2 separate regions of the Mus musculus genome follow, and region 1 is linked to region 2. Evidence: chromatin contacts called from public Hi-C data. All regions are on one chromosome and are shown on one strand. The core of a region is the stretch at or near the end of the contact, and the rest is flanking DNA. Distances in the headings are between cores, read along the strand shown. Region 1 holds the start of Zfp398 (zinc finger protein 398). Region 2 overlaps Pdia4 (protein disulfide isomerase associated 4).

Region 1 (3,442 bases), core at 410-2,909, 36 kb after region 2:
TGTGTCTTGCTTATCCAACCTTTGGGAGGTAGAGGCAGGAAGATCAGGAGGTCACAGTCATCCTTCACTACCTGGGCTACATGCCTCAAAAAGTTAAAGGATTAAGGATTGTTTAGTCATACAAATGTTCATGTTTCATATCCATAGGAGCATCTGACAACTAGGAGGGAAACAGAGAGTTTGGAAATTAGTCACCCACCCCCTTAAAACAGGGTTCCACTGTAGAGCTCCAAATGACCTAGAACTTGCTTTGGAGTCCAGGCTGGCCTTAAACTTACAGAAAGTTTCCTGTTTCTGCTTCCTAGTGCATGGATTAAAAGCAAGTACCATCATATCAGGCTTTATTCTTGCTTTCTAAGGCCTTTTTTTGTTTTGTTTTGTTTTGTTTTGTTTTGTTTTGTTTTTTGTTTTTTGTTTTTGTTTTTGAGACAGGGTTTCTCTGTGTAGCCCTGGCTTTCCTGGAACTCACTCTGTAGACCAAGCTGGCTTCAAACTTATACAGATTCACCTGCCTCTGCCTCCCAAGTGCTGGGACTGAAGATGGGCATCACCACTGCCAGGCCGAAGGCCACATTTAAAAATTATGTCTTTTAATAATAAAATCACTAATTATTTTCCTGAGGTCAATTATTTCTCTCTATCTCTGTCTCTCTCTTTCTTTCTCCTCCTCTTCTTTCTTCTTTTTCTAGTTCATTCCATTATAGTGATGTTCTAGTTTAGAGAACGGTAGTTTTAACTCCCAACTATGCACCATCTGACCACAGTTCATGCTCAAGTAGACTCAAAGTATACACAAGATATTGCTTTGTATGTACACTATAAAGACTCACAGTACACTCAAGTGGTAGTGGCCCAGCAGGAAGATCCCTATACTGTGGGGGCACTATAGACAGTCTACTGTTGAGGGCATTGAATGGATTCATTTCATTTACTGAGATAAATGTCTGAGAAGACTTTGGTTCATACATGTTTGAAAAAAGAGAAATACTGGAAAGTTATGGCTGTGTGATTATCTTTCTGCCACACAAGCTGTTAAACACACAACTCTGTCTTTTGTTGGTCCTTAGTCCAGATCCAGCAAATCTAACCACAAGCTTTATTTCTGTTGGCTCAAGTAGTCCACTTGTCGGTGCTGGTGAGTGAGCTCGGCAGAGGATCTGGGTTTGGCTCACAACTGTGTGTGTAGCTCCAGTTCCAGGTTATCCTGCATCCTATTCCGGCCTCCATAGGCAGTAGACATCCAAGTGTAGAGAAACATTTATACATATAAAATTAAAAGAAACAAATCTTTATAAAAATTCTACTTCTCATCCAAGCCCAAGTGAGACAATAATCAAAATAATCAGAATCTCTGGTGCCAATACAAGTCATATTTGTAATTTCTACGAACGATATAACTCCATCATTCCCACCTAGCTCACTCTGGTAGCCGATTACACTATCGTCCAGCCTGGACACCGCTCCCTGGCTCTTAAACTATGTAGCATCTGCTGGGTCTTCTCAGATGGATGGGAAACCCGAGTAGGTTGGATCTGCGTTCACCAAAACTCTTTTCTCAGAAGCTGACCTCTGGGAAGGCGCTCCGGATGCGGGGGCCGCCAGGGGGCGCGCTGTCCCGGGAGGACCGACCGGAGGGGGGCGCGTCTAGGCCGGCAGAGCGCCTGCAGTACTCGCTGCCCACAAAGCGCCAGCTGAGGGGCGGCTGCAGCCGGTGCGGCGTAGGCTGCTCGCTACTCAGCTCCTCTGCGTCCCAGCGCCCCCGGAAGCCCGATTGCCGCGCGAGTCCTGTCAGAGCGAGCAACGCGAGACCGCTTCTCGCCGTCTGCCGAGAGCACTGAGCAGCCGGGCCTGCGTGTGGTGGCGACTCCCGGGACAGGACCGGGCAGCGGAGGGCCATGGCTGAGGCGACCGCCGCTCCGGTAAGGGCGCTGATGGACGGGCGTCTCTGTCACCCGGGCCTCGGGGGAGGCGAGGGAGCTGGGGACGGCAGCGGGCCTTGTGGCCCGCGTGGGTCTGCGGCTGTCGTTTGCCCCGCAAGGCCACCGCGGACCGCAGCGCCGGGCGACGCCGCGGGACCAGGGTCTGCAGTTTCTAACCTACACGCGCCGCGGTGCTCCGCGTCAGCCCGCGGAACGGGGAAGTGGGCTCGAGGTGTTTTTGCAATCCACCAGCCATTCTGTACAGCCGCGAGAGCTGTCGTTGCTAGGTGCGGCAGGACAGTCACCTGCGTGGCGGGGAAGGTAAAAGCCAAGGTGTGTCCTTATGGACTGCGTGAGGACAGACAGCCTCGCGCGCCCGGGAGGGCAGGCTGTGGCGCCGCGGGGACCTTGGAAGGCCGACCGAGCGCAGGCTTAGCCAGTAGTGCAGTCGTGCGTGTGCTTGTTTGCTGCAGGCCTGCAGTGGGCCCAGCCGTGCATGCACCAGAGATGCCAGGGCTACCAGGACAACCCGCACAGTCCCTGCACACAGCCATTAAGGAAGAGGGGATGGTCGTTTAACAGAACGTTCTGATTGGAAAGTATTGCTTTTGTTTGCCACCTAAGAAGGCTTTGGTCAGCTCAAAGAGACTTTTTAAATAAGTCAGAAGTCAGGCAGGTCTGCAGAGGAGTAGATAGGAAGTAAAAAAGAAAGAAGAAACCAGGGGAGCAGCGGGGAGGGGCGGGGAATGGAGTAGAGGGGAATACCCTTCAAGTTTAATTTTCCCCCAACCCTTAAAAAAGATAGTAGAGCCCATGGTGTATGCTATAGGTATATGCCATGCTGAAAACTGTCACATACTTTTAGTTCTCTAGTAGTCATGTTTAGGAGGTTAAACCATGATGGTAACATGGTGGCTCACAGAGGAGTTTAAAATAGGAGAATCAGAAATTTTAGTATATGCTTGGCCAAATAGCCAGAGTGTGTGTCTTTAAAAAAAGAAAGAAAGAAAAGAAAAAAGTAAAAAAAAAAGTAAAAAGAAAGAGGAAATTAATTTCAGTTAATTCAGTGAAATGTTATTTAGCTCAAAGTATAAAAATATTTTAATAGTAATATTATAAAACTATTAATGAGATTTTAAACACAACACATCTCAATTGAACTGAGCACATTTAAAGTCCTCAATAATCACTTGGACTCAGTGACTTTGGTACTGACCAGGGCAAGACTGTTTTATGAAGAAGAATTTGGAAATACTGATATTTTTAATTTTAATTTTAAGAAATCTTTTTAGGGGTTATGGAGAGATAGCTCAGCAGTTAAAAGTACCAGTTGCTCTTGCAGAGGGCCCCGAGTTGATTCCTAACATTCACATGGTGACTAACAGCAATCTGTAACTTTAATTCCAAAGTATCTGATGCCCTCTTCTGACCCTTGAGGGCACTGGGCATGTAGATGTTGTCACATATTTACATGAAGGCAGGATACAGATACACATAAATAAATCTAAATGATTTAAAAATAT
Region 2 (3,189 bases), core at 305-2,804:
GACTGGGATGCATCTGGAGATGCCTCCTGGAATCCTTGCCTAACCACAAACTGTGGCTTCTTTAGACTGATGCTACTGAATGGGCCCTCATCCGGCTTTTGCTTTCAAAGTAAATACTAGAAAACTTGCCAAAATGAGGAAAAAGTAAACCTCCTAATGTCTGAAGTAACATTTAAGTTGTCTTGGTACCGAAGAGTTTGGGGGGTACATCGGCACTTTTTCAGGTAACTAAGTCAGAAAATGGGTTGGAGAGGGCTTAGGAGTGAGGAGGGGCAGGGAGTAACAGGGGACCTACCAGGTCTTTTCTGTGGACTATGGAGAGTGAGGAGGGGCAGGGAGAAACAGGGGACCTACCAGGTCTTTTCTGGGGACTATGGAGAGTGAGGAGGGGCAGGGAGTAACAGGGGACCTACCAGGTCTTTTCTGTGGGCTATGGAGAGTGAGGAGGGGCAGGGAGAAACAGGGGACCTACCAGGTCTTTTCTGGGGCTATGGAGAGGAGATTAGGTGGCTTCCTCTATCATGTGCTACCTTATTCTTTTTTTTTTTTTCCTTTTTTTTTTAAATCATTTATTCATTCTTGATAAAAGAGTCCTTTGCTGGCTCGGAAGCTTCGGAGTGTCACCTGTCCTTGTGAGGCACAAACATGTGTGGCCCAACTCACCTTTTTTAAAAGCTGTGACAAATTCCCGGAGAGTGTCTGAATCAAACTCCTCTGGCTCCATGGCAAACTTCTTCCCGCTCTCGTCTAGGATGGCTGCATTGACATCCTCTCCACTCTCACTGAGCCCCAGGTCCTTCACCTCCGTGGCATAGTCTTCCTCGTCAGCAATGGCGAAGGTATACTCAGGGAAGTCCTTGGCCACCTCTAGGACTTTGTTACGCCAAAACTGAGTAGCTGAAACAGACACAGGCTGTGAACTAAGTGGCTGAGCAGAAGAACTGTCCTGCCCTGGACTGTGAGATTCAAGATTCTGACACTGACGCTCTCCGACAAGGCCCAGACCCAGAAGTACCTCGACCAGATAGGAAAGGATTTCTGGTATAGCAACACTGTGTAAGCAGCTGGCTTAAGGATAGAACTCCAACTAAGCCCCAGGAGACCTGGGTACTGGCAACACAGCTCTGTCTGAGAAGCCAGTTCAGCACCAGATCTGCTACATCATCTCTATGAAGGTACTAGGCTTGACTTTTTTTTTTATCGTCTATTTTCTTGTTTGTTTTAATTTTTATTATAGAATGCATAGTATAATACCTCAGGATTGGCACTGTTTTCACCTGTTGAGCCAACTCTTTAGCCCTAGGTTTGACTCTTAACTCCCCTTTTACTAAATCAGGAAGGAAAAAGGGTACTTTATGGCTCAGAACTCGAAATCCGATGCTAGAGGCAAAAATATGCCCATACCACTAACTTTAAGGGTTCTAGAACAAGATGTCTAAAAATGGTAGCCCCCGCCCTATAAAGGTGTTGGTAGGGTCTCTCACCAGCTCTGTAATCAAAGCTGAAGTCCACACTGTAGTATACAACCACCAGGGGGCGTTTGCTGTACCGCTTAGCATCATTAGAAGTCTTACGATGGCCCACCAGGGGCAAGGCATGTTTCACTACATAGTCCTTAATGGCTGATGCTTCTGTAGAGCCCTGTGTCAAAGACAGCATAGACTAAGAGCAAGCACAATGAAAAGGGAGCTCTAGCTAACGTGCCGTCAGAGTCACTGTCAAGCACAGATGTTTGTGTGAGCTCACTCACCCCATCTAATCACACCATTTCTTCTGACTGGAACTCCAAACCCAATGAGAAAAAGCTTAATGGTCTTAAACAGTAACTATACACATGGACTGAACCATGCGGGCTTTTCCATAGTCAGTTAACTGAGGTCCACAAGAGCCCTGAAATCCCTTTTACAGATGACAAGGTGAGATACAATTGCAGCTAATAAATGGCCAGGCAAGGCGCTGCAGCTGGCCACACGCAGCCACACCTTTAACCTTCAGATTGTACTAGAGAGCATTCAGATTGTACTAGAGAGCAGGGAAGCCTCAGATTAGAATTTAGACTCAGGCGAAAGACGTGGTTGGTGAGCTGTCACACCGAGCCCACTTTTTTTCTCTGGGGGCTGTGTGCTGAGGGCATAGCATTCACACAAACAGCTGTACTCAACTAGGCTCCACAATGGACTCCTCTAATGATGGCCTATATGGTTCTTCAGTGAGATGTTTCATCAGTATCAAGGAAACCCAAGTTTGCATGGCACCTAAAATATATGTCAGAGTGAGTGTCTAAAGGGACACAGAACTCAGGTTTTAGAGACTGGAGGTCACTAGAGCTCACACTTAAAACTCAAGGTCACTCTTAGATAGTTCTTGTTGAGGTAACTCAAGCACTTTATTCCATGTGGAGGAGGGTGGGATCCAGGGGTAGATGCTTCTCACTGGTTCAGTCTGAGATGTTAGGGATGCTCTATCTGCATAGGGAACGTAGGTCTCCAGGTCTTGTCCCTACATGACTGACTGTCAAGGCCCTCTTAATGGGGTGTCGTAGTTATATATTCCAGGACAGGTAGAGCTTGACAGGGAGCTGGCCCCATACCCACCATTCTCAATTCTGAGATCTCCCAGGGTAGGAGGTCCACTTGCCCCACAGGGTCCCATAAAGACCCAGAGCTCCAACACCAGGAGCCTCAGCACAATGGACCAGCATCATCAGGGAAAAATACAACACTCACTGATTAGGCTCCTGTTCTGTGCCCTGAAGCTTAAGAGTGGGGTGAGAAGCAAAGGCTGGGAAAGGAGGTTTGAATACAAAAGGAGTGGAACTCTTCCACAGAATAAGAAAAAGAGGTTTGGCTTTTCTGGATGAGGTGTGTTAGTGGGGGTGGGTTTTAAGATTTCGAAAGCTCTTGTATGCCAAGCCCAGTTTCTCTGCCTATGCGTCAGGATGGGCCTTGCAGCAACCGCTCCAATGCTTGCTGCCTCTTACCATGCTCCACACCAGGATGACAATGGACTAAACCTCTAAAACCACATGCAAGCCCCCAGTTAAATACGTTCCTTTTTGAGAGTTGCTTTGGTCATGATGTCTCTTCATAGCAATAGAACAGTGTCTAAGACAGGTATGCCACACCCTGTGGGCAAAGAAAATTCTCCACATTTCAAAGTCCAGATGCTGTGCACGTAGAATACCCAGGA

Evidence for each region. A called contact is a pair of places that touch in the nucleus more often than the background predicts.
Region 1: a Hi-C map of CD8 T cells shows a contact between it and region 2, with 2.3 times the contacts expected there. The contact joins the promoter of Zfp398 here to the enhancer-like site in region 2. A contact is called at or near these places in 16 of 39 promoter capture datasets (the 3T3-L1 cell line, 3T3-L1-derived adipocytes, the HPC-7 cell line and 9 more), 11 of 15 datasets of contacts at CTCF or cohesin (CD8 T cells, the G1E-ER4 cell line, the NIH/3T3 cell line and 6 more), 156 of 484 Hi-C or Micro-C datasets (3T3-L1-derived adipocytes, the AML12 cell line, B cells and 88 more), 28 of 115 datasets of contacts at active chromatin or transcription factors (the 230-238 cell line, CD8 T cells, the HPC-7 cell line and 18 more) and 5 of 9 other capture datasets (adipose tissue, embryonic stem cells, liver and 2 more).

Annotation. Positions count from the first base shown.
Region 1 is chr6:47,834,002-47,837,443 of GRCm38.p6, forward strand. It overlaps Zfp398 (zinc finger protein 398), which reads left to right and starts at 1,660. Exons shown (of 6, transcript NM_027477.3): 1 at 1,660-1,919. The coding sequence starts at 1,896. It also overlaps a transcript of Zfp786 not described here.
Region 2 is chr6:47,797,702-47,800,890 of GRCm38.p6, forward strand. Pdia4 (protein disulfide isomerase associated 4) reads right to left here. Exons shown (of 10, transcript NM_009787.2): 8 at 1,485-1,641; 9 at 664-897. Among named protein-coding and RNA genes, the nearest start is that of Mir704, 4.4 kb to the right of the region's middle. Within about 2 kb of position 1,555, at least 24 of the 459 cell types and tissues checked have an H3K27ac peak or open chromatin away from gene starts, as enhancers often do. A contact at or near this core is called in B cells, CD8 T cells, differentiating embryonic stem cells and 6 more, where this site is marked.